Linked DNA regions of Mus musculus: all the other regions are linked to region 5. A link is a contact called in public ChIA-PET, Hi-C, HiCAR-type and promoter capture Hi-C data. All regions are on one chromosome and are shown on one strand. The core of a region is the stretch at or near the end of the contact, and the rest is flanking DNA. Distances in the headings are between cores, read along the strand shown. Region 1 holds the start of Entpd5 (ectonucleoside triphosphate diphosphohydrolase 5). Region 2 holds the start of Coq6 (coenzyme Q6 monooxygenase). Region 3 holds the start of Abcd4 (ATP-binding cassette, sub-family D (ALD), member 4). Region 4 overlaps Entpd5 (ectonucleoside triphosphate diphosphohydrolase 5). Region 5 holds the start of Psen1 (presenilin 1). Region 6 holds the start of Zfp410 (zinc finger protein 410). Region 7 holds the start of Lin52 (lin-52 homolog (C. elegans)).

Region 1 (3,146 bases), core at 608-3,107, 720 kb after region 5:
ATTCTGTTTTGGGAAAGAAAAATAAAATAAGAAAAGCACTATGCATATGTTAAGAAGCAACGTTCCCAGGCTCCACATCTTTAATTGCAGCACTCGGAGGCAAAGGAAAGCAGATCTTTGAGAGTTCTAGTCCAGGAAAACACACATAGTGAGGCTGGATCTCAAAAGAGGGGGTGATGGTCTGGAGAGATGGCTCTGGGTTAAGATCACTGGATGCTAGTCCAGAGGTCCCAGGTTTGATTCTCAGCATCCACATGTCAGCTCACAACCATCTCTAATTCAAGTTCCAACGACCTCTTCTGGCCTCCAGAGGCACTGCATACACCTAGCACATAGATTTGCAGGCAGAACGTCCATATATATAAAATAAAAATAACGGTGAAAAAAATAAACAAAGACACTTTTATTTTAAGTCAAAATTTTATGTCTGAGATAATCTGTAGAAGTATATTCAAATGGTAAATGTGGGACTGGCTTTTATTTACAACCAATTTTTGTAAAACAAACAAACAAACAAATAAATAAAAAGTCTAAATATACATACCTATGACAGAAAATGCCCCTACTCCCTTTCTGCTAGTTAGCAATAGGTGCTTTATAGATTGCTTCTCAGAGGTAATGTACATTATCTAAGGGAAGGTACATGATGTAGAGGTGATTCTACTCATAAGTTCATGGCATGTCACCAGAAATATAGTCAAAATAGGCCATAGCCGTGCTAGCAGAAGGTTCAAACGGTTTCCAAGGTCTCTCATCAAATCTACTTGCTTACTCTAACCGCAAAATTTACAAACCACACAAACCACGCCCTCTGGGGGGGGGATGAGGTGGGAAAAGAGAGATTTAGAGGTCAAAGATGTCACCTTACAGTTAGGGGCTTAGTAACTAAGGTCTCCCTAGAGAGAGGGGAGGAGGAGTTCTAACAATGATGTTTCAAAATAAATGTTAAATGAAATTTGAAGCGGAGTGATAAAGCAGAACCGCGCTTCACTCCCAAGCCTATTGACAAGGCAGCCACAATACCTGTCTTCCGTAATGACTCACTCACGCTCAGTGAATGAAGACATAATCACAGGGTTCCTCTTCTGAACCAACTAGAATACTGGATGGAGTACTACTCCTCGGGAACCCGGGTGCGAGGCAAGTGCTTGCAACTTTATGCAACTTGCAGCAATGGGACTTCAGGCACTAGAGGATGTGGGCGATGTTAACTAACAGGAACCTGGCGGTCGGCTGGAGCCAAGCACCTGCCACCTAGATCCGGGGACCAACGATCCCCCCCCCCCCCCCCCGCCACACCGCTCCAGGCAGGGGAGCCAGAGTCTGAGCACCGGAGCCCGCGGACCCTCGGAGGCTGACAGCCTCACTCAAGCCACCGCCCTCGGAAAAGTCAACTGCCTCCCTGAAAGCGTTTGGCCTGGGATGTCCCCGGGTGCACTGTCCTCCAGGGAGCCCGCGAGACAGAAGCGAGGATGGAGGGGAGGTAAGCATGAGGCGGGCAGCGAGGGCGCCGCCACCGAGACAGAAGCAGGGATGCGGGCAGGACCGCCACGGTGGCCGCGCCAGAGGCTTGGAAGATCCGCCCGCCCGACTGGAAGCGCTTCAAGCCTCACTGGCGCCGCTCCGATGCGCGCGGGGCGGTCGGAGAGCCGCCGGCCATGGAGCCTCAGGGGGCGCGAGACAAGTCGTGGGAGGCTAAGACGCCGCAGCCCCGCGCCCGACACCCGCCCCTGCCGAGCTCCCGGCCTCCCGCCCGGCTCCAACCCCGGGAGCGCCGCCGAGGCTCGTGCACACTCACCGCGCGCGCCGCCCTGGCGCGGACGCCCGCCGCCTCGGAGCGATCTCCGCCCCGCCCCTCGCCGCGGTCACGTCACGCGCGTGCGCCCTCCGCGTGCCCTCAACGGCGCGGAGGACGTTAGCCCTTCGGCGTGGTGGTTTCCTTAGAGACGGAGTCGGCCCAGGTGGCGGCCACCAGGACACCAGCACGGTGAGACTCCCGCAGAAGTCAAGATGCCGGCGAAGGACAAGAGGAAAGACAAGAGGAAAGACAAGAGGAAAGGCAAAAACAAAGGCAAAGAACCAAAGTAAGAGCAGCGCAGAGGCTCCCCGTTCCCCCTGCCTACCCTTGTCATTTTGCGGCGCTAACTGGATGCCTCTGTCAGGCTTTTGTGGACAGCTCCTGTTCATTCTTGATTGGCCCTAAGATCTGAGAGCTCTCCATTGTGAGACTGATATAAACACATTCTTTTCTATTCTAGCTCTTGTCTGAGTGGTTAAAGTTGTTCCTTGGGTCATTCAGGAATCCTCTTGGGATCAAAGGGAGCACGCGAAATGATTTAACTGGACGGATCAGTACACACACAAACACCACACACAGAGACACAGAGTGAACAGCTATAGCGCTAACCCCATGGATGGTCCCTAGGAATTGTTGCTAGAATGTCAATAGAATGACTGGGCTACAGGATGGTTCCTCAGGACTTTGGAGTCACACAAGGAGTTCAACGCCGTAGATGAGAAATGCAAAGGGATCGCTTAAGCTTGTGACTGTAATGTGAATTCTCTGGAGACAAGTTAAGTAACACACACCTCTGGTCGCATTGCTCTGGAGGCTGAGGCAGGGAGATCACAGCCACTGCTACATATGGAGACCTCGTCTTTAAAAACAAGTCTGAGTGTAGTTCAGTGATAGAGTGCTTCTTGTGCAGGGTCCTAGGTACCATCTCCAGCAAAGTAACTTAAGAGAGTAACTTTCTTTTTAAAAAAGATTTGTTTATTTTTATTTATATGCATACACTGTATGCTGTCTTTAGGCACACTCCAGAAGATCCCATTACAGATGGTTGTGAGCCACCATGTGGTTGCTGGGAGTTGAACTCAGAACCTCTGGAAGAACAGTCAGTGCTCTTAATCTCTGAGCTATCTCTCCAGCTCTGTACCACAGTGTTTTGTTAATGCTGGTGCAATCTTTATTTCAAAGGACTTTACCTTTTGAATCCATCCTAGGGCCTTGATGTATACTTACCATGCATTCTACTTCTACTTCTACCTGATACATGCATACCATGCACTCTAACTTTACCTGATGTATGCATACCATTCAGTCTTCTTCTTCCTAATGTATGCTTATTATACATTCTACTTCT
Region 2 (2,902 bases), core at 381-2,880, 670 kb after region 5:
CCACTGAGGTTGGGGGTGTCTGACTTTGAGTGTTAGGGTGATTTTTATTGTCTCAGTTGAGTCTTGTAGTGATAGAGGGAAGGTGGTGTGGCTGGAGGACAGTGGCCTGAGATGTCCTTAGAGTGGTAGGTACAAGGCCACCAGTGGACTATTGATGATTAGTGGCAATTGGAGCAGTCCATCTGAGTTAGAGATAAGTGTGTGCTCTAACCCTAGCTCTGCTGCTGAAGAACATGTGATCTAGAGCAAAACTCTCTCCTTCCCCTGCCCCTCTCTCTCTGTTGTGACAGGGTCAAAGGGCGACCTTGAACTCCTTATCCTTCTGCTTTAGTAATTTGAGTTGTTGGGATTACAAGTTTGAGCCATAATGCTGGCTCTTTCGTTTTAAAAACAACTTTATTGAAACACAATGTCCATAGTGTACAAGTGAGCCATTCAAAGCGTACTCTCCTCCAGTTTCTAAAACAGCCAGGGTCATCTAGCAATCACAGTAGAAGTCAGACCATTTTCACCATTCCTCTAAAGCAGTGTCCTCAACTGTTCTAATGCATCGACCCTTTAATACAGTGTTTCATGTGGTGGTGAGCCCCAACCATAGTCATTTTCATTGTTAATACTGTAATTTTGCTACTGTTATGAATTGTAAGGTAAATATCTGATATGCAGGATGATCTTAGGTGAAACAGATTGAGAATCTCTGCTCTGAAGCACCAGTGTAGCATTTAATTGTCACTTATATCCCTTAACCCTCCCACATCTTCCTCTCAACCTGTCAGCCCTAGGCAACTACCAGCCTACTTTCTGTTTTCAGAGATTTCGGGGCAAATTGCTTAACCCATCTCTTTTCTTTTCTAGAAAATGGGTTTGAGAGGATACAACACATTAAACACATTCAGTTTAATGAATTTTAATATATTTGAAGAGCTGCGTTTCGGTGCGTTTTCCTTACTCTAAAACGACAACAAAAACCTTGGAAGCTTTTAGAAGTCTCTCCTCACCTCCTCAGCCCTTTTAGAAGTCTCTCCCTGTTTCTCCTCACCTCAGCCCCATGCAATGACGCGCCCCCTAGATTTGCCTTTTCTGGATAATCATATTAAGATAGAGATCGCTTTTAAGATTTTCAAGGTTAATTCGTGGTTTGTTATTAGTACGATTCCTGATATCAGAGCCTGGTACAAGACACAAAAGACCCACGTCCCCCAAGACTGGTTCTCTAAGTGCCCAAGCGCTGCCAATTTTAATTCTTCGCCCTTTGATGACACGCCCCTGACTCTGTCTCCACGGCAACGCTAAACAGTTTCCACTCTTGAGGATTCCTTGCTGAGGCATCCGACTTCCTCCTTTCTCCACTCACCTCACGGCTCCACTCGGCGCACTCAGGACCTCCCGCAGTCCTCCCCACAGTCATCTTCCTAACTAGAGAGAGAGAGAAGCAGAGGTGAAAGCAGCAGTGACAACCGTGACAGCGGCGCCGGCGGTTAGGTACTGCTAGCCACGCCCCTTCATGGCTTTAGCCTTGGATTGGCTTCCAGTCTTTAGTCTGTTCCGCCCAATGAGGCAAGAGCGTCTTCTGATTGGATAATTTTCTTCAACTATTTTATTTCCGGTTTTGAAGACAGGGCTAAAACCACACAAGGTTGACGACTGCCCCGGAAGCACTTTCCAGGACCTATCAGGGAGAAGTCCCGGGCGCGGGCGCAGGCAGGAGTCATTATGGCGGCCCGCATTGGCTCCATGGCAGGCTTGCTCTGCGTTCGCTGGTGGAGTTCCGCGCAGCTCGCAGCCAGAGGAGGCCCGCTAGTTGCCAGCCAGCGATGGGCGGGCTCCTCGGCAGACACCGTGTACGACGTGGTGGTGTCAGGAGGAGGCCTAGTGGGCTCTGCCATGGCTTGTGCCTTAGGTAGGTGCATCTCGACCGCGGGCTGGAGGATCTGGGCTGTGGAGGGACGGTACTCACAGTGGAGGTCGGGACGCTGTCCAGACACCTAACGTGCCTGACCTGGTGCTTTGCTCACTGTCCTTCCAGGGGAGTCCTCGGGAATGGCATGGGTTCTGCGGGATCACAAGTGGGCGGGCCTTTCTAAGTCAGTCTGACCCTTGAGAACTGTCCAGGATTGTTTATGAGCACCTCGAGAGGCATCGGGCTTTGTAGTATCGGATGGTAGATCGGATTGACCTCGAAATCACAGAGATCATCTTCCTCAGTCTTCTGAGTGCTGGGATTAAGGCCCGCGCCCCCACTCCTGGTCTTAAAGCTGCTTTATTAAGATAACATTCATCTAGTTATAAGTGCTCCCACTTAAAGCGTACAGTCCAATGAGTTTTTAGTATTTTTGCAGAGCTATTCAGTACCTACAATAAGTTTTATTACCGTTTCCTTACTTTATAAAAAACCAAAAAGCAAAAAAATAAAAAAAGACTTGGAATTCATTAGATGTCACTCTCCACACTTCTGCTCACCTTCTCAGCCCTACAGACTCTCCTACTTTCTGTCTATAGATTTACCTTTTCCGGATAGTTCTATGTAGTTGGAGATATACTCTGTTTTAAAGGTTAATCCAGGTTGGAGTCTGTATCAGACAGCTTTTGTTTTGAGAGCTGATGCCATCCTCAATTGTGTTGAAAGTATGCTTGGTTTTCACTTTTGGCCTGTAAAGGAATGATGCTAGTAGGGACATTCTGTGTGCAAACTTTGGTGTGAACAGTGTTGATCATCTCGAGGCTATTCTCTAGTGAAATCTCTGGGTTATGTGGCAATGCTGATGTTTTGAAGACCTGCCAGACTTTGAGAGAGTGCCCCAGTTTATGTTATCATTGACAGTAGATGAATGCTCAGGTTTCTCCTGACCCTGACAGCACTATCTGCTGCCTTTTTTCTTTGTCCTCTGAAGTTCGTAGGAAG
Region 3 (2,770 bases), core at 22-2,521, 930 kb after region 5:
CTGAATTCCAGCCCCAGATCCCACTGCGGAAAAAACCAACTCCAAAACCTGTTCCCTGATCTCCATTCCTGTGTCATGGCACACATATCACACGTGCATGTGCATGCGCCCCCCCCCAATAAAATAAAAATAAAGTTATTACAATAGGATACCATCTTACAGGGCTGGAGGGATGACTCAGCAGTTAAGAGCACTGACTGTTCTTCTGAAGGTCCTGAGTTCAAATCCCAGCAACCACATGGTGGCTCATAACCATTCGGTAATGATATCTGCCCTTTTCTGAGGTGTCTGAAGACAGCTACAGTGTACTTACATATTATAAATAAATAAACCTTTAAAAAATACCATCTTACATACATCATTTAGATACATATTAGGAAAAATAAACTAAACAATACCAAATATGGGGATGGTTATAAGGGACACTAGAACCTTTATATATTGCTGTCAGGAACTATAAATTGGACGCGACCACCCCAAAACATTATAGAATTAAGTATGGCTCAGCATTCTATCCTGAGGTGGATAACTTAAAGAGAAACCATCAGTATCTATCTATCAAGAGACAATTGCCAGGATATTCATTACGGTGTACTTTGTGGTGCTTGAAATACTGGAAGTAATCCAGGCATCCTTTACTAGGGAAATAGAATCTATCCAGGGTGACGCTGAGCACCATTCAGGAGTGAAAAGTCATATAGCATGGATGACCTAAAAAACCCAATGCTCAGTTTAAAAACTTCTCTCTTTTAAAAAATCACAACATGATTCATGAATCCAAAGTCAACATATATTTTAAGGTAACAGGATAATTTAAGTAAGAGGGTCTGAAAAAAATTAATGCAAAGGAGGGTGTGCCAAGAGCAGATCGGAATTGAGAACGAAAACTAAGGGAGGAAGATGCCAAAAGAGGGGGGTCCGCAGTACCTAGAGTGAGGCAGCGTCAACTCCATTCTGTGCAGCCAGGGTTCCAAATAGCCCAAACTGAAGGAAAGTTGCAAGGAAGGACCCGCAGGGGAGCAGCCCCTTCCCCACTGCCCAGGCAGTGCGTCCCTGACAACCCGGCCGTCCTCACTAGCCCTGCTCACCTGGCACCAGCTCGGGCCGTGGGTCCCGGGACCGCCATGACCCGGGATGCAAGCGACGAGGCGACCGAGCAAGCCCGGTGTCCTCCCCGGGCAGAGTCCTCAGAGCTCGGGGCCCCGCCCTAGGAGGAAAGGGGTGGGACTCTGGCGACCACAGAGACGCGCTAGATAGAGAAGACGGCTCCGGCGCTGTGGCCGTTCCCGGAAGCGCAGCCTTTCCTGAAGAACAAGAGAGTAGCAAGAGGTTATAGAGCTGGCCGGGTGGCCAGAGCGTCCCCTGTGGGGCTGGGAGGTTTCTTTTGCCAACTGGTAGTTCCGAGTGTAACTTTCTCCCAGAGAAGACAGCGTGATCTGTTTTTTAAAAAATTAATTAATTTAAAAAATACATATTTATTTAGTGAGCTATGTGTGTGTTCACGCGAACTGTGAACCAGGGCGTAAGTGTCAGAGAACAACTTTGAGGAGTCAATTTTCTCCTTCCATCATGAGGGCTCCCGAGGAGCCAACTCAGGTTGTCAGGATTGGCGAGAAAAGCCTTCATCGGGTGAGCTGGCTCCCTGGTCCCAGCACGATTTACAAGATTTTCTTGAAAATGTATTTTATGTATAGGAATGTTTTGCCTGCATGTATGAGTACCACGTGAGTGCCTGGTGCCTGCAGAGTCCAGAAGAGGGCATTGGAGTCCCTGGAACTCTAGTTACAGACCCAGGGCTTCTGAAAGAGCAGCCAGTGCTTGTAACCACAGAGCCATCTCTCCAGGACGTCCCATCTCTCCCCAGCGTGATTTTGTTTGTTTGTTTTTTGTTTGTTTTTCGAAACGGGGTTTCTCTGTGTAGCCTTGGCTGTCCTGGAACTCACTTTGTAGACCAGGCTGGCCTCGAACTCAGAAATCCGCCTGCCTCTGTCTCCCAAGTGCTGGGATTAAAGGCATGCGCCATCATGCCTGGCCAGCGTGACTTTTTTTTTTTTTAAAGATGTATTTATTATATGTAAGTACACTGTAGCTGTCTTCAGACACACCAGAAGAGGGCGTCAGATCTAGTTACGGATGGTTGTGAGCCACCATGTGGTTGCTGGGATTTGAACTCTGGACCTTTGGAAAAGCAGTCGGGTACTCTTACCCACTGAGCCATCTCACCAGCCCCAGCATGATCATTTAAGTCGGGTAGATGTGACTTAGTGGTAAACGACTTGCGTGTCATACATAAGGCCCCAGCACTACAGAAATAAACATATAAATCAGTTTTCCAGACATATATGGCAGCTCAACCCTGTAATTCTGGACCTGAGGCAGTAGAGCAGGAGGATCAAGAGTTCCAGATATGCCTCAGATACATAGAAAGCGCTGAGTTCATGATTAGCCTGGACAACAGGAGACCTGCCTCAAGGGGAAAAAAAAAAAAAAAGGGTAGAGGATCCTCACTTTACATTTGCAGTTTTCAACACTACTGATTTATAGTGGGTTTCTGGTTTGGTTTGGTTTAGATTGCAGCTGTTTTGGTTCTTTTGGTTTATTCTGTTTTTGTTTTTGTTTTTTCTTCCCGAAACAGTGTTCCACTGTGTAGCCCTGGCTGTCCTGAAACTCGCTCTCTACACCAGGCTAGCCAGGATCTCAGAGATCCACCTGCCTCTGCCTCCAAGTGCTGCGATCCTTAAACGAGAAATGTATGAAATGCTTATAGACT
Region 4 (3,119 bases), core at 23-2,522, 700 kb after region 5:
GCTGTAAGGCATTTTCTCAATTAGTGATCAAGGGGGAAAGGCCCCTGGTGGGTGGGACCATCTCTGGGCTGGTAGTCTTGGTTCGATAAGAGAGCAGGCTGAGCAAGCCAGGGGAGGCAAGCCAGTAAAGAACACCCCTCCATGGCCTCTGCATCAGCTCCTGCTTTCTGACTTGCTTGAGTTCCAGTCCTGACTTCCTTTGGTGATGAACAGCAGTATGGAAGTGTAAGCCGAATAAACCCTTTCGTCCCCAGCTTGCTTCTTGGTCATGATGTTTGTGCAGGAATAGAAACCCTGCCTAAGACAACAGGTGACAACAGACTCCTACCGCTACCATGGAACTCAGAACAGTATGCAGAGCGGGAGCTGCCTTGCTTGCTGGCCCTGGACATACCAACACCTCTAGAATAAGTCAAATCTCCCCTGGGCTCTGGAGTCTTCCTATAGGACTTCCCAGAACAGGCACTAGGAAGGTAATTTTAACCAGTGAAGAAACACCATTCACCTTCTTGGTTACCACCATACTGGTATTTCACACCCCCAAAGATCCACTCTGCTTCCAACCATCTTGGTAAACAGGCACTTCGAAACGTATGTCCATCAGTCCCTGAAAGAACACAACAGGAGAAGGCGGTCTGTGAGAGGGAGATAGAAGCAAGAAGCTCTTGTGGCCGATGGGGTGAAGGGGACTTATAATCTTGTCAGAGTAGTCCCTCGGCTGTGTCCTGCGACATGGAGTCTTCACAGGCTTTGTGGTAGTGGTAAACTCTCTAGAGCCAGAGGCAAACTTCATGCACATTTGCCAGGGGAATTATAAAGCTTATCACATCCCAAAGAAATAAAAACCCCATAGTAAAGTAAGTTCCTCCCTGTAATGGAGGAACATTCCTCCACTGGTAGTTGAGAGGTTAAAAGAGACACGCTTGAAGATAACCCGGCAAACTGAAGTGCTCTGTGCGCCTCAGCCCAGAACCCACTTACTGTGAGCACTGTCTGGGTGCATTAGACACACACTCCTGTGCAAGGTGAAGAACAGGGCACAGAAGGGTCACTGATTTGTCCCCAGCCACACAACTGGGACTGCAGCCAATTCTGCCTGTGCCCAACAGTGAAGACAGAAAAGGAATTGCTCAGTCACTCCACTTGGCAAACAGAAAAGACCTGGTTTCCTGACAAAGGCTTGGGCAAGTTCCTACGAGACACGGTGGAGGTTCCAGCCTTGTAGCTACAGGTCCTTACTCCTGTGTAGTAACCTTTGCTCTAAAGGTGATGAATGCACACCACAGCCCCGGCAGCTTTTATGTCTGTTATGCAACACACACTTCCCAGGCCAGCACAGCCCTTTGCTCCATAGGAAGAATGCCAAGCAAGGGAAGAGGGCGAGCTGTGTTTTGGCGTCTCCCAGTCTCCCACCACAGACTGGGACTGACAAACCTTTTGCTTCCAGGGCTCCCAGAGTTGCCAGTCTTGCAGCTTTCAGTCCAAATCCCAAGTAACTGAAAAACACAAGGTTGACAGTTTCAGGCTGTCCTAGATGTTTTTAGCCCACAGCCGCCTTCTTCAAATGTGACGTGGTTTCTCTGACTCCCTGGGAAGGATGGAAGCTTTGCCCCATCTCTGTGCTGTATTTGCTCAATGGACACTAAAGGAAGACTTCTGTAGTCTGGGCTAAGATGTGCAGTAAGACCTGCTCACAGGTGTGATACCGAGGAATGAGATTGTTCCCGGTGGCCCAGCCTGAGAGCCATCCCCAGAAAAGCTCTTATCCATTGCAGACTGGTCTCTGAAGCCCAGAAGCCCTTACTGAATGAGTTGGTACAGAGCGCTGGCTGAGGTCTGAGCCTTCTTCACATGCAATCAACTAAAGAGAAACTGACTCTTACATCACATACGCTTGAGGCCCAGACTGGAGATGCCTCCTAGGTTTCTCAGGTTTGGTATGGATTAGGTTTCAGTAGACAGGGCTTAGGGGACTGGCAGAGGCTTTCTGAGGCTGGCAAGATACAGTGACAAATATTAAAATGCTTTGAGAAGTAAGGAAAATGACATAATGTGAACTGTTATTTCCCCTACCCCTCCTCACCTATGTGTATAGAGCTTAAAAGTGCTGTTAAACATCTCAAAGGAAGTGAGGTAGCCCCTAGGTGTTTGTTCCAGGGTTTTCTGCAAATCAGAAAGAGCAAAAAGACTATTCAGCACCTGCAATCATAAGAAGATTATAACACCGCCATCCACAACCCTCCCCTAAACCAGACATGGGGAAGATTAAACGCCATGTCTCCCAAGGCTCCAGGAGCCAGAGAGACTTTCTCCAGTCATTTATCGACTCTGTGACCTAGTCACTGTAGAGCTGTTGTCTCAGAGCAGCGTGATACTTAGCTTTCTAAGTGTGTTGCCAGAAAGGCCTGGATAAAAATGACTCACCTCAAACTGGGGTAGAAACGTGATTTGGGTGGAGGCACCCCCCAGGTCAAGGGTCCCCACAGTCTCCTGGCCACGACCATGCAGCTGACCTGTTAATGAGAGCAAGGGATGAGTGAGTACCCCGGCTACCCATCCATTCTCTGCAGGTTCTCTCCTGCTTACTGGACTCCAAAGCTGTCTTGTGAAGACCCACTGCCCCCTGAACCCAAAGGCTGGCAGGCTAATGTAAACGCAGAGCCTCTTGAGCCGCTGAGGCCTTGAATGCAGACTGTAGAATTAGCTTGTCTCTCTCCCCTCTTCTTTTTTAAAGAAGGGGTTTTTTCCAGTTTTAATTCTGGGTATGTGTATGGGTCTATACAGCCGAGTGTGGCTGCACAGAGCTAAGGCCCTGGAGCCCGAGTCACAGGCAGCTGTAAGCCACCCGAGTGGTGCTGGGAACTGACAAGGAATAGACTGAACTGCTCGCCATTTCTCTGGCCCCACCCCCTTCTCTCAATCAAAGAACAGTACAGGAAAAGAGAAGTGGATTTTTTTTTACCCTCCTGGTCTACCTGTAAAAGCCAGTTAAGGTTGTAAGAGAAACTTCAAGGGTTGTTTTACCTGTTAGAAAGTTCACGGTAACCCAGGCTAGTATGCCTACAGGAGAGAAAAAGAAGGTTTACACTCCAGATCCCTTCTTCTGTTCTACTTCTCTC
Region 5 (2,735 bases), core at 76-2,575:
CCATTCATGAGTTTTATAACCTAGGTGAACTAAGATTTGTTGTAGGACAGTGAGATTTTTTTATATATATACCAGTACTCCACGAACATCTTTGCACAAAAATGTTTGTCGAAATTGCTTCTCTGTATAGTTTACAGCATTTGCCATTCTACCAAAAGATCGCAATTAATGTAGTTTGCAAATGGCTTTTAGTCTATGCTTGTTTAGCAAGTGTATTGAGCTTGTTCTGTACTGTCTACAATTTTCTGCCTTCTTCCCATATAAGTAAATGATTGAGGGTATAAGTAAATGATTGAGGGAAAACTACCCAAGGTTATGCTATGTCTCCTCCCAGTTGCCATTCCGCTGGCGGAAAAGACTAAAGTATCAAGATCTTAAGCATGAAAATAGTGAAGTCTGAGTTTATTGAAGCAGGGTTGAGAATGTTGGGAGAAAATGGAGATGGATGCTCTACTATTTAGAACGAGGCCTTCTGGGAAGTAGAAAAAAGGAAGTTTGACCCAGTGTATCTTAGTTTGACCTGTAATTTGCTAGGAATCCCAGTCCGATTTCAACTCACTGTCCTGCCCCATCTCCTCCTGAGTGTTATGATTTCAGATACAACACCATCCCGATGTATTTGTCTCTGTTGGGAGTAGAATCTAGTTCCTCGTGTGTGCTCCTTAAGCACATTAGCCGTTTTCTGGTTATTTGGGATTATGAATAATTTCTCTGTTGTTTTTTGCCCAAGTGAAATGTGTGGTGTGCTGTTGATAATTGTCTCTCCGATTAAGGAAAATCTGAGGGATGTAAAAATCAAGATAGGAAACATTCTTTGCTTTCTAGAAGCTTGCCATCTGGGAAGACTTTCAGACTCGGAACCTAGACTAATAGGATATTTCTCAGGTTCTGTTTACCCACCAATCGCTTTGGTTTATTGAGAGTACAAACAGTAAATTTTATCCGTTTTGAGGAACTGTTCAAATAAATACTGTGGAGAAATGGGAAGTGTTGGATTTAAAATGTCACTACAAAACAAGGCACGGTGTCCCCACACATGGAAACCAAATAAATAGGTTCAAGCCCATCCTTTCCTACAAGGTATGTTTGATACCGGCAGGGAACGCTCGAATCGCAGTCTCAACCAAAAACAAGGGAAAATGTCACTTGTAGACTGGAAGAACGCTAGACGCGCCTCAAACCCTAGAGAGGCCTCAGGTCGCGCACATCCTTACATCTATGCGAGTGGATTAGGCCAGCTCCAGCCCCCAGCCCTCGTGGCCTGCGCGCGCCACCGGAAGCTCCGTCCCCTCCCGGGTCTAGGGGCCAACGTCGCCGAGGCCGGAAGTTGCGACACCGGTGAGACCTCTAGGGCGGGGCCTAGGACGACCTGCTCCGTGGGCCGCGAGTATTCGTCGGAAACAAAACAGCGGCAGCTGAGGCGGAAACCTAGGCTGCGAGCCGGCCGCCCGGGCGCGGAGAGAGAAGGTGCGTGCCCAGGGTGTGCGGGGCGGAGGGTGTCTCTGCCGGTCGTGTTCACCGTCGCCTGCCTGCCGGGGGTCCGGGCGGGCCTGTGTCTCCGAGGGCCGCGCTGCGGGCGTCTCTAGGGATGAGGGGCGGGGTCCAGGCGGGCGGAGATCGAGGAACCCCGCGTGGGAAACGGGGTGAAGCCGGTTTCTCGGAACCCAGCCGGGGCCAGACTGAGAGCAGCCTTCTCCGAGCTTTGGTACCCCGGAAGTGCTGGCTTCCCCGGGCGGCCGGGAGCAGATGGCTGGCATCAGGGGTGGCCTCTCGATCAGAGTGGAGCTAGAGATAGAGGAAGCGCCCTAGGCTGGGTCGCCTTGAGCAACTGGTGAAACTCTGCGTCTGGTGCCCCGAGTGTGTCATAGTCCAGAAGTGAGTGAGTGGCACTCGGGGCTAACTTCTCAGTGTGTCTGTTGGCAGGCGAAGAGTCGTATGGCGCTTGTTCTTTCTTCAGAACTGTCACGATGCATGTGTCTGACGCTTGTAGGCGCCTTTAGTGTTTGCTAGTTCTTCCCTTTCACGTTTTCAAATGTGGCACTGCCGCGAACAGAGGCTCAGGCACATCCGCCTGGTAGTGGAGGACGGAGTGCATGAGACAATTGAGGTAACTTTTTACATAACTAGGAGAAATGAGAGTTCCAGTAACAGAAACGTAGAAGAAACGTGAGCAGGACAGGCGATCTGTTCAACTAACGCATAAGATTGACTGGGTTCAAGTTTGGAGAATGAGAGAGAAATAAGGAAGTTAGGCAGTGGTTTGGAAATAGTACTTTTGAAGTGACAGCGGGTGAAGATGGCCTGAGGTCAGAGCTGTAAACTGTAAACATGGGTCACTTAAGTAGATTTGCTGTTTGATGTTGGAGCAGAGAACTGGGTGGACACTTAGGGAACACAACAAAGAGCCAGGTAGAAGGAGGACAACGAGGCTGCTGAGGAGGACGAATGCAGAAACCACAATAGTGCAGTGTCACAGAAGCTGAGAAACACGGAAGCTTCAGGGAGCATTGTCAGCGATAGGAATGAAAGGCCTGGTGTTGTTTTAGAAGGATCTCTGTACCATTGTACCCTTGAAAGATGAGCGTGAACCACAAATACTAGTTTTAAATGTTCCCACAGACACTTTTTTAAAAAATTTTTTAGAGGTTTATTTATTTATTATATGTGAGTACATTGTAGCTGTCTTCAGACACCCCAGAATAGGGCATCAGATTTCATTACGGATGTTTGTGAGC
Region 6 (2,908 bases), core at 33-2,532, 630 kb after region 5:
GAGTTTCACTGATGAAAGTGAGTCGGAGTGGTCAGGGCAGAACACTGATCAGTACTCTAGGGGCTCTGAGGTCAATCCCCAATGGTACCTTCCCACAACAAGCCCCAAGTAATCAAGCTCCAGAAAGCTATAGGATTAAGTAAATTAACCAATGGTTATAGACATGACTATTCCAGATATACTGATGTATCACATTTGTTTTCTTAATTTTCTCAACCTTTAGAAAAATAAAACTGGAGATGTTTTCTGAGTATGACTTATGACCACTTTTTTTTTTTACAGTCAATATATTTTAGAGGCAAAACAAATTAGCAGCCACTAAATCAAATTTTGCAGCGTTCTAACCTTGTTTTACATACTTTCTCTGGACCCCAGTTTTTCTTTCTGAACAGTTCTTCATCTCTTCATATAGTGGTAACTGGTAAATCTTTGTTTTTTAATCCTTTCTTAAATTTTAGGATTTTAGCTCCTAGTAAACATCTCCTTGCCACCCCAAGATTTTTGTCCCAGATACTGTGTAGGCCAGTTGTCCTTGTCATGGCCATCCTCAAATGGGATCACAGTCATGCTTCTCAGTGCGCAGGACAAACTGTATCGAGGAAATGTTTTCTCCCGGAACATTTTGTACCAAAACTATGACTCCCTAGCTCATCCAGACTCCTGGCTTATCTCTAACTTGAAAATGAGCGCCTTCAGAGAACATTATATCTCACAGGCACTATCTTTAGTCCCCTACTCTTCCACACCGCATCATGTTTTGTTGTTGTTGTTGTTTTTTGTTTTTTTGGACAAGGTCTCAACTATGTAGCCCTCGTTCACCGGGAACTCCTGGAGTACTGGGATTGCTGGAGTTACAGGCGTGTGCCACCACTGCAGATCTTAAGTTTCATGCAGTCAAACTCGAAAGTTTCAACAAGAACTATTATCCAGCTTGGAACTTAGTTATCTGAGCCCTCAGTCAGTGCATCCAAGATCTCTGGAGAATTCTTAAATGTTTCTAACGCTGTACGTGTGCCTAAATTCACACCCAGTCCTAGGGGCAATGCAAGGCTTGATTTCCAGGTCCCTCTTTGGGCCATGAACATTTCAGGTGCTCTTCATGGGCTTTTGGTGTTTCGGGAGCTGTCACAGGTCCTCAGCTCCGGAGAAAGCTACCCTCCACCCCGCGCCGTCTCACCCATCCCAGCCGCCGCGGCCCCTGCTGAACAGCTCCGCTCAGCGGGAAGGCAGTGACGTCACGGCTAGACTGCACTGACCTGGTTTCAGATTTCGCGGACCTGAGAACCCTGAAGGGCAGACAGGAGGGGACGGGGCGCTGCGGTTCCTCGGCCGGGAGGGAACCCTGTGTGTGTCTCGGGCTGTGTATGCGTGTGTATGTAGCGGGGAGCGAAGGATCGCTCTCAAGCAGCGGCCCAAGAGTCAGCGCCTCCTCCTGAGAAACACCCGCGGGCGGAGAAGAAAGCGAGTGGGTATGTTGATGGGGGGCGGCCAAACTTCCTGTCCCGCTCTGGAGCTGCTTCCGGCGGGAGCCGGAAGACGCCGTGTGTGGACGGGATTCGGGGCTGACTGACGGACGGACGGCTGCCCGAGACTGGAAGGTGAGCTCCAGGCTAGTGTAGCCACCCCCGCTCGGGTAGGTGGTCCCGCCGAGAAAGGAAGCCACTTATGGGGTCTGGGGATCTAGAGCCGGGTTCGCCCCCGAAGGGCGCAAGGAAGCCGTCCCCCCAGACTCCCCCAGGCGTCTAGCGGGCGGGGAGCGACCGGTCCGAAGCCCGGCGGCTGCGGCCCTAACCCCTTTGGGGATCTGGGGCGCACCGTTTCTCCTCCTTTGCTTGTTCTTGAGGGAGGGAGCTTGGAGACCAGCCTGCCCCCCCAGAACGCGGGAGTCAGCGAGTCCCCCGGGCGGAGGCTCCGGACTGCACCCGCGGCTGGGCCCGCCCGCAGACCTAAGGGCCTTCGGCTGAGGCCTTTGTGCTGGCGGGAAGGGTTGACAGCGGTGCCCTGCCCGCGTTTCACCCAGGGCTGCCGGCACCTTTCCTGGGTCCACTCTCTGCCTTGGGCTGGAATAGGGAAGGGACGTCTGCGGACCAGAGCCGGACCTCTGGGGTCTCCTTTGCCTGTCACCTCAGGCCCGTGTGTGGGCAGCGAGTGTTTGCAGCCAGGATGTGTTTTGCTCGTTCAACTTGTTCTCTGAAGTTTCTCAAAAGAAGACGATCCAATTAGTTTATTAAACTTTATCTCACTTGCTCATGAGGCTCTGAGATGTACTTAGGAACCATTTGGGAGTGAAATATTATTGATTTGGGGTTAAGAGTTCATACATTTACATTACATTAGACACAAAGATCAGTGGAACATATGTAAAGAGAATAAAACATAGTTTGAGGTCAAAACGCGCAATTCTGGGTGTTTGGCGTTGAGAAATTACACTTTGTGGCAGATACAGGGCAGCCAAGCATCAGAAAATGTGGTTCTAATTTGAGCTTTGTATCCCAGTAGGTGTCAAATTTAGGTAAATCCCACAATTTCTAAGGTTTTTTTTGGGGGGGCAGTGGGGGGAGGAGTATGTCAGTGAAGAGGTTTACCGTTAAGGGCTGGCCATTATTCTGAGATACTAAACTGCATATGGAGAGTGACAAGCAGAAAGATACTGAGAAATCTAAACAGCATCACAGGAGTCACTTTGGGGTCTGGTTATTATTAATTGCTGGGATTATTAAAACATGTAGGATGAGAGGCACTGCTAGGTAAAATTTGCAGCTGAGTGGGAAGATTGGGCAATAAATAAAAGATAATTCAAGAAGAACAGGTTTGGTAGGGGAGATGATAATCCGTGTTTAGACATGGTTTGGTTTGACATGCTGAGGATATATATGCAGAATTAGTCCATAAGCAGTTAATGAAAGTT
Region 7 (3,023 bases), core at 110-2,609, 760 kb after region 5:
CGGAAGGTGTCTTCCTAGGCTCTTATTTTCTACCACCTGTCTGGGGGAATGTTTAGTCTTTTGAATGAAGCAGTATTAGCAAAACCACATGCCCTTATTTACCTCCAAAAGTTTAACTTCGCTGAGAAAGTTTAACTTGGCCCAGGGCTTGGGAAAAACACTAAAAGCCAGAATGTTTGTGAAAACTAACAAATGGCTGCCTTTTTGATATGAAAACCTAGGGTACATGTCTAGGAGATTCAAAGTTCCTTCTCTGATCTTAGTTCCATGTCCTTAATGAGCTCCCATCCCCTCTTGCCTCACATAGAGGCTGGATGGGGGGAAGGGACGCTCCTGGCAAAGGAAAGTACTCTATGTACAGCGACCAAAAGGAGGAGTTTCTGGGGCACAGAGGTGGCTGGTACAGAGGTGAAAGAGAGACCGTGGGAGGAACCAAAAAAGAGAAAGCAAGCCAGCATGTGACAGCAAGGACTGAGCTGGACTGGAGGTGGGTGGGTCAAAGCTAAAAAAGAAAAGGCTCAGGAGTAAAGGGGAGTGGGGAGCAGGCGTGACCGTCCGGGGCTGAATCTCGGGGCCAGGCGGTACAGAGTGACAGCCCTGACGCACGGGTCTGGTGGAACACAAGGGGCTGCAAAGAAGGGGCTGGGCCAAGAAGTCTGTCCGGCAGAAGCATGGTTTAGAGACGGGGCGGAAAGGACCCATTTCTAACATCATGGTCCCTCGTCGCCACCCTCACTCGCCTGCAGGATCCGGGACCGCATTGCTGCCGCTGCCGCCACTGCCGCCGCCATGGCTCACCGACTCTGCCCAGCTCGCCTGCGTCTCGGCTGCCAGTGCCTCCCTTGAAGCAACACCGTTAAGCCACGCCCAGAACACGACCGAGCCTCTCCATTGGAGGGAAGGGCCACTTCCTATAACCAATCACTTGTCGGAATCTTTGACTCCACCCATCATTCCCACCCCTGGGAATAGGTGATTGGTCAAAGGTGGAAGCGTTCTGGGCTTCTCTCACTTTATCCTATTTTTGTTGGCGGAAATATGGAGACGCCCCCTCGACTTGGTACTGCATAGTAAGCACACAGGGAAGACGCCCCCTAACCGGGAACTCCGATTGGCTGTAGGTAGGCTCTCTAAGGTCCCGCCCCCTTGCTAAGGAAAGTAAATAAGGTCCTTGAAGAATTTTGCCTGCGTTCCACTTTAACCACTCCGTGGGTGGGGCTGCTGTCTGGGGTGGGACTAGGCAAATGTTACCCTATGAAGTAGGGAAACGAGACCGGGCTGTGAGCTAAGGATAGGTTATCCCTGCTAGGGGCGTGGCTTGCGGATCCTCGCTTTCCCGCCGACGGTTGGTTACGTCACGTGACATGGGCTGGAAGATGGCGTCTCCCACAGACGGTAAGAGCCGGCTTGGAGATTGTTGGCCTGTAGTATCATTATTTGCTTCTCTGGGAACTTCCTCTGTCCTCACCCTTACTCTTTTTTTCTTGCGCCCCTCTCCTTTCTCTCCCACTTTTCTCCTTTGGGGTATGCCGGCTTTTCAGCTAGCAGGTGCCTAGTACCAGGTCTCCTTGCTGTGTACTAGGAAGGAGTCCATCAACCGGAGTCCCTATGGGGGGAAAAAGGACAGAGGTCGCTCCGGCCCATCGGTGATGCTGAGGGTTCAAAAGGAGCTGCTGAGGGGAAAGGGAACTTTCTTTTTGAACAGGCCCATTGGAGTGTTGGTTCTGTTCTCATCTCAGTAGAGCTGGTACGTATGAGTCTCTCAAGCTCTATGGCTGTGAAGTGTGAGTGGTGACTGACATGAGGTCTAGGGTTCATTCCTCTACCGAGCCGGCAGAGAGAGAAGCTTGTCTCCTCAGTTCAGGTCCGTTGCCTTGGCAGCAGGAGGTGCGGGGACCTGGTTTCCTTGCCCTGAGTCCCGAGGGAGTGAAAATTCGGCTTGTTAATGTCGCTTCTCACGCTTCTCAACTCTTCCTTAACTCGTCACCCCTCTACTTTATGTGTTGTTTCCGTAGGCTGAGGGCAGGAGCAATTCTGCTTATTCTGTCTTCTAAGACGCAAGTCATCTCAGTAGACATATAGGTGTTCTTGATATACCCGTATGCTTTTGCTCGCGGTTTTGCTTTAATATTTGGAATTGCTCTTCTGTCATTATTCAGCATCTCAGTTTATATAGTTATTCTGTTAACTTTGCACTTTGCCCGGGCCACACCCAACTATAAATTCCAATTCTGTCTTATTTCATTAATTTAGTCCTAGGGTTTTTTTTTGGGGGGGGGTTGTTTGTTTATTTTTACTATTTATTTATTTATTTTGGTTTTTCGAGACAGGGTTTCTCTGTATAGCCCTGGCTGTCCTGGAACTCACTCTGTAGACCAGGCTGGCCTCGAACTCAGAAATCCGCCTGCCTCTGCCTCCCGAGTGCTGGGATTAAAGGCGTGCACTACCACTGCCCGGCTAATCCTAGGTTTTAGAATAATGCCTGTAAAGGATTTGGCTTTAAGTTAACGTTTATCCAAAAGTAAAACTGGCCTTGGTGTGTGACCTCTAATTCTAGCTTGGGAGATTGAGGCAGGAGGTTTGTTGCTTCAGGCTTGCCTAGGCTGTAGAGGGAATTGTAGGCAAATCGTGTCTAAAATAAAAAGTTGGTTTAGTTTGTTGGTTGTTTTGTTTTTGTTTTTGTTTTTCCTGAGACAAGGTTTCTTGTATAGTCCTGGCTGTCCTGAAACTTGCTCTATAGACAAGGCTGGCTTTGAACTCAGAGCTCTTCCTACCTCTGCCTCCCGAGGCGTGCACCACCATAACACAGCTTAAAATAAAACGTTTTATTTTTAAAAGTAAGGGAGGAGTGACTGGAGAGATGGCTCAGAGATTAAGAGCACTGGTGCTCTTCCAGAAGTCCTGAGTCCAATTCCCAGCAACCCTATAGTGACTCCTGACCATCTACAATGAAATCTGGTGCCCCCGTCTGGTGTGCAGGTGTACATGCAGGCAGAACACTGTGTACATAGTAAATAAATCTT

What was found. Promoter capture Hi-C pulls out the DNA fragments that hold promoters and counts their contacts. A called contact is a pair of places that touch in the nucleus more often than the background predicts. ChIA-PET counts read pairs in DNA pulled down with a chosen protein or histone mark. HiCAR-type assays count read pairs that join an accessible place to other places. Capture Hi-C pulls out chosen DNA fragments and counts their contacts.
Region 1: a promoter capture Hi-C map of pre-B cells shows a contact between it and region 5, with 3 times the contacts expected there. The contact joins the promoter of Entpd5 here to the promoter of Psen1 in region 5. A contact is called at or near these places in 5 of 39 promoter capture datasets (the C10 cell line, hippocampal neurons, liver and 1 more), 1 of 484 Hi-C or Micro-C datasets (CD4 T cells), 2 of 115 datasets of contacts at active chromatin or transcription factors (astrocytes and microglia) and 2 of 9 other capture datasets (adipose tissue and liver).
Region 2: a promoter capture Hi-C map of liver shows a contact between it and region 5, with 2.3 times the contacts expected there. The contact joins the promoter of Coq6 here to the promoter of Psen1 in region 5. A contact is called at or near these places in 3 of 39 promoter capture datasets (hippocampal neurons, neutrophils and pre-B cells), 2 of 115 datasets of contacts at active chromatin or transcription factors (astrocytes and memory CD8 T cells) and 3 of 9 other capture datasets (adipose tissue, embryonic stem cells and liver).
Region 3: a Hi-C map of CD4 T cells shows a contact between it and region 5, with 4 times the contacts expected there. The contact joins the promoter of Abcd4 here to the promoter of Psen1 in region 5.
Region 4: a promoter capture Hi-C map of liver shows a contact between it and region 5, with 2.2 times the contacts expected there. The contact joins the enhancer-like site here to the promoter of Psen1 in region 5. A contact is called at or near these places in 6 of 39 promoter capture datasets (the C10 cell line, hippocampal neurons, liver and 2 more) and 1 of 9 other capture datasets (embryonic stem cells).
Region 6: an RNA polymerase II ChIA-PET map of memory CD8 T cells shows a contact between it and region 5, with 22 read pairs. The contact joins the promoter of Zfp410 here to the promoter of Psen1 in region 5. A contact is called at or near these places in 4 of 39 promoter capture datasets (cranial neural crest, liver, maxillary cranial neural crest and 1 more), 3 of 484 Hi-C or Micro-C datasets (cardiomyocytes, cortical neurons and liver), 6 of 115 datasets of contacts at active chromatin or transcription factors (astrocytes, bone marrow-derived macrophages, large pre-B cells and 2 more) and 1 of 9 other capture datasets (adipose tissue).
Region 7: a HiCAR-type map of astrocytes shows a contact between it and region 5, with 3 times the contacts expected there. The contact joins the promoter of Lin52 here to the promoter of Psen1 in region 5. A contact is called at or near these places in 8 of 39 promoter capture datasets (the C10 cell line, cranial neural crest, erythroid cells and 4 more), 1 of 484 Hi-C or Micro-C datasets (double positive thymocytes), 2 of 115 datasets of contacts at active chromatin or transcription factors (the SCID.adh cell line and astrocytes) and 2 of 9 other capture datasets (liver and macrophages).

Annotation. Positions count from the first base shown.
Region 1 is chr12:84,407,172-84,410,317 of GRCm38.p6, forward strand. It overlaps Entpd5 (ectonucleoside triphosphate diphosphohydrolase 5), which reads right to left and starts at 1,858. Exons shown (of 16, transcript NM_001026214.2): 1 at 1,799-1,858. Bbof1 (basal body orientation factor 1) reads left to right here and starts at 1,897. Exons shown (of 12, transcript NM_028377.3): 1 at 1,897-2,084. The coding sequence starts at 2,011.
Region 2 is chr12:84,360,338-84,363,239 of GRCm38.p6, forward strand. Coq6 (coenzyme Q6 monooxygenase) reads left to right here and starts at 1,631. Exons shown (of 12, transcript NM_172582.3): 1 at 1,631-1,900. The coding sequence starts at 1,714. It overlaps Fam161b (family with sequence similarity 161, member B), which reads right to left and starts at 1,491. Exons shown (of 9, transcript NM_001358283.1): 1 at 1,355-1,491. The coding sequence starts at 1,408.
Region 3 is chr12:84,616,195-84,618,964 of GRCm38.p6, forward strand. It overlaps Abcd4 (ATP-binding cassette, sub-family D (ALD), member 4), which reads right to left and starts at 1,272. Exons shown (of 19, transcript NM_008992.2): 1 at 1,089-1,272. The coding sequence starts at 1,126.
Region 4 is chr12:84,383,714-84,386,832 of GRCm38.p6, forward strand. It overlaps Entpd5 (ectonucleoside triphosphate diphosphohydrolase 5), which reads right to left. Exons shown (of 16, transcript NM_001026214.2): 8 at 3,025-3,060; 9 at 2,425-2,513; 10 at 2,084-2,163; 11 at 1,435-1,496; 12 at 506-607. Among named protein-coding and RNA genes, the nearest start is that of Coq6, 23 kb to the left of the region's middle. Within about 2 kb of position 1,273, at least 72 of the 459 cell types and tissues checked have an H3K27ac peak or open chromatin away from gene starts, as enhancers often do. A contact at or near this core is called in liver, where this site is marked.
Region 5 is chr12:83,686,827-83,689,561 of GRCm38.p6, forward strand. Psen1 (presenilin 1) reads left to right here and starts at 1,326. Exons shown (of 12, transcript NM_001362271.1): 1 at 1,326-1,467.
Region 6 is chr12:84,315,577-84,318,484 of GRCm38.p6, forward strand. It overlaps Zfp410 (zinc finger protein 410), which reads left to right and starts at 1,283. Exons shown (of 12, transcript NM_144833.4): 1 at 1,283-1,598. Ptgr2 (prostaglandin reductase 2) reads left to right here. Exons shown (of 10, transcript NM_029880.3): 10 at 1-256.
Region 7 is chr12:84,450,149-84,453,171 of GRCm38.p6, forward strand. It overlaps Lin52 (lin-52 homolog (C. elegans)), which reads left to right and starts at 1,360. Exons shown (of 6, transcript NM_173756.4): 1 at 1,360-1,395. The coding sequence starts at 1,365. Aldh6a1 (aldehyde dehydrogenase family 6, subfamily A1) reads right to left here and starts at 876. Exons shown (of 12, transcript NM_134042.3): 1 at 741-876. The coding sequence starts at 791.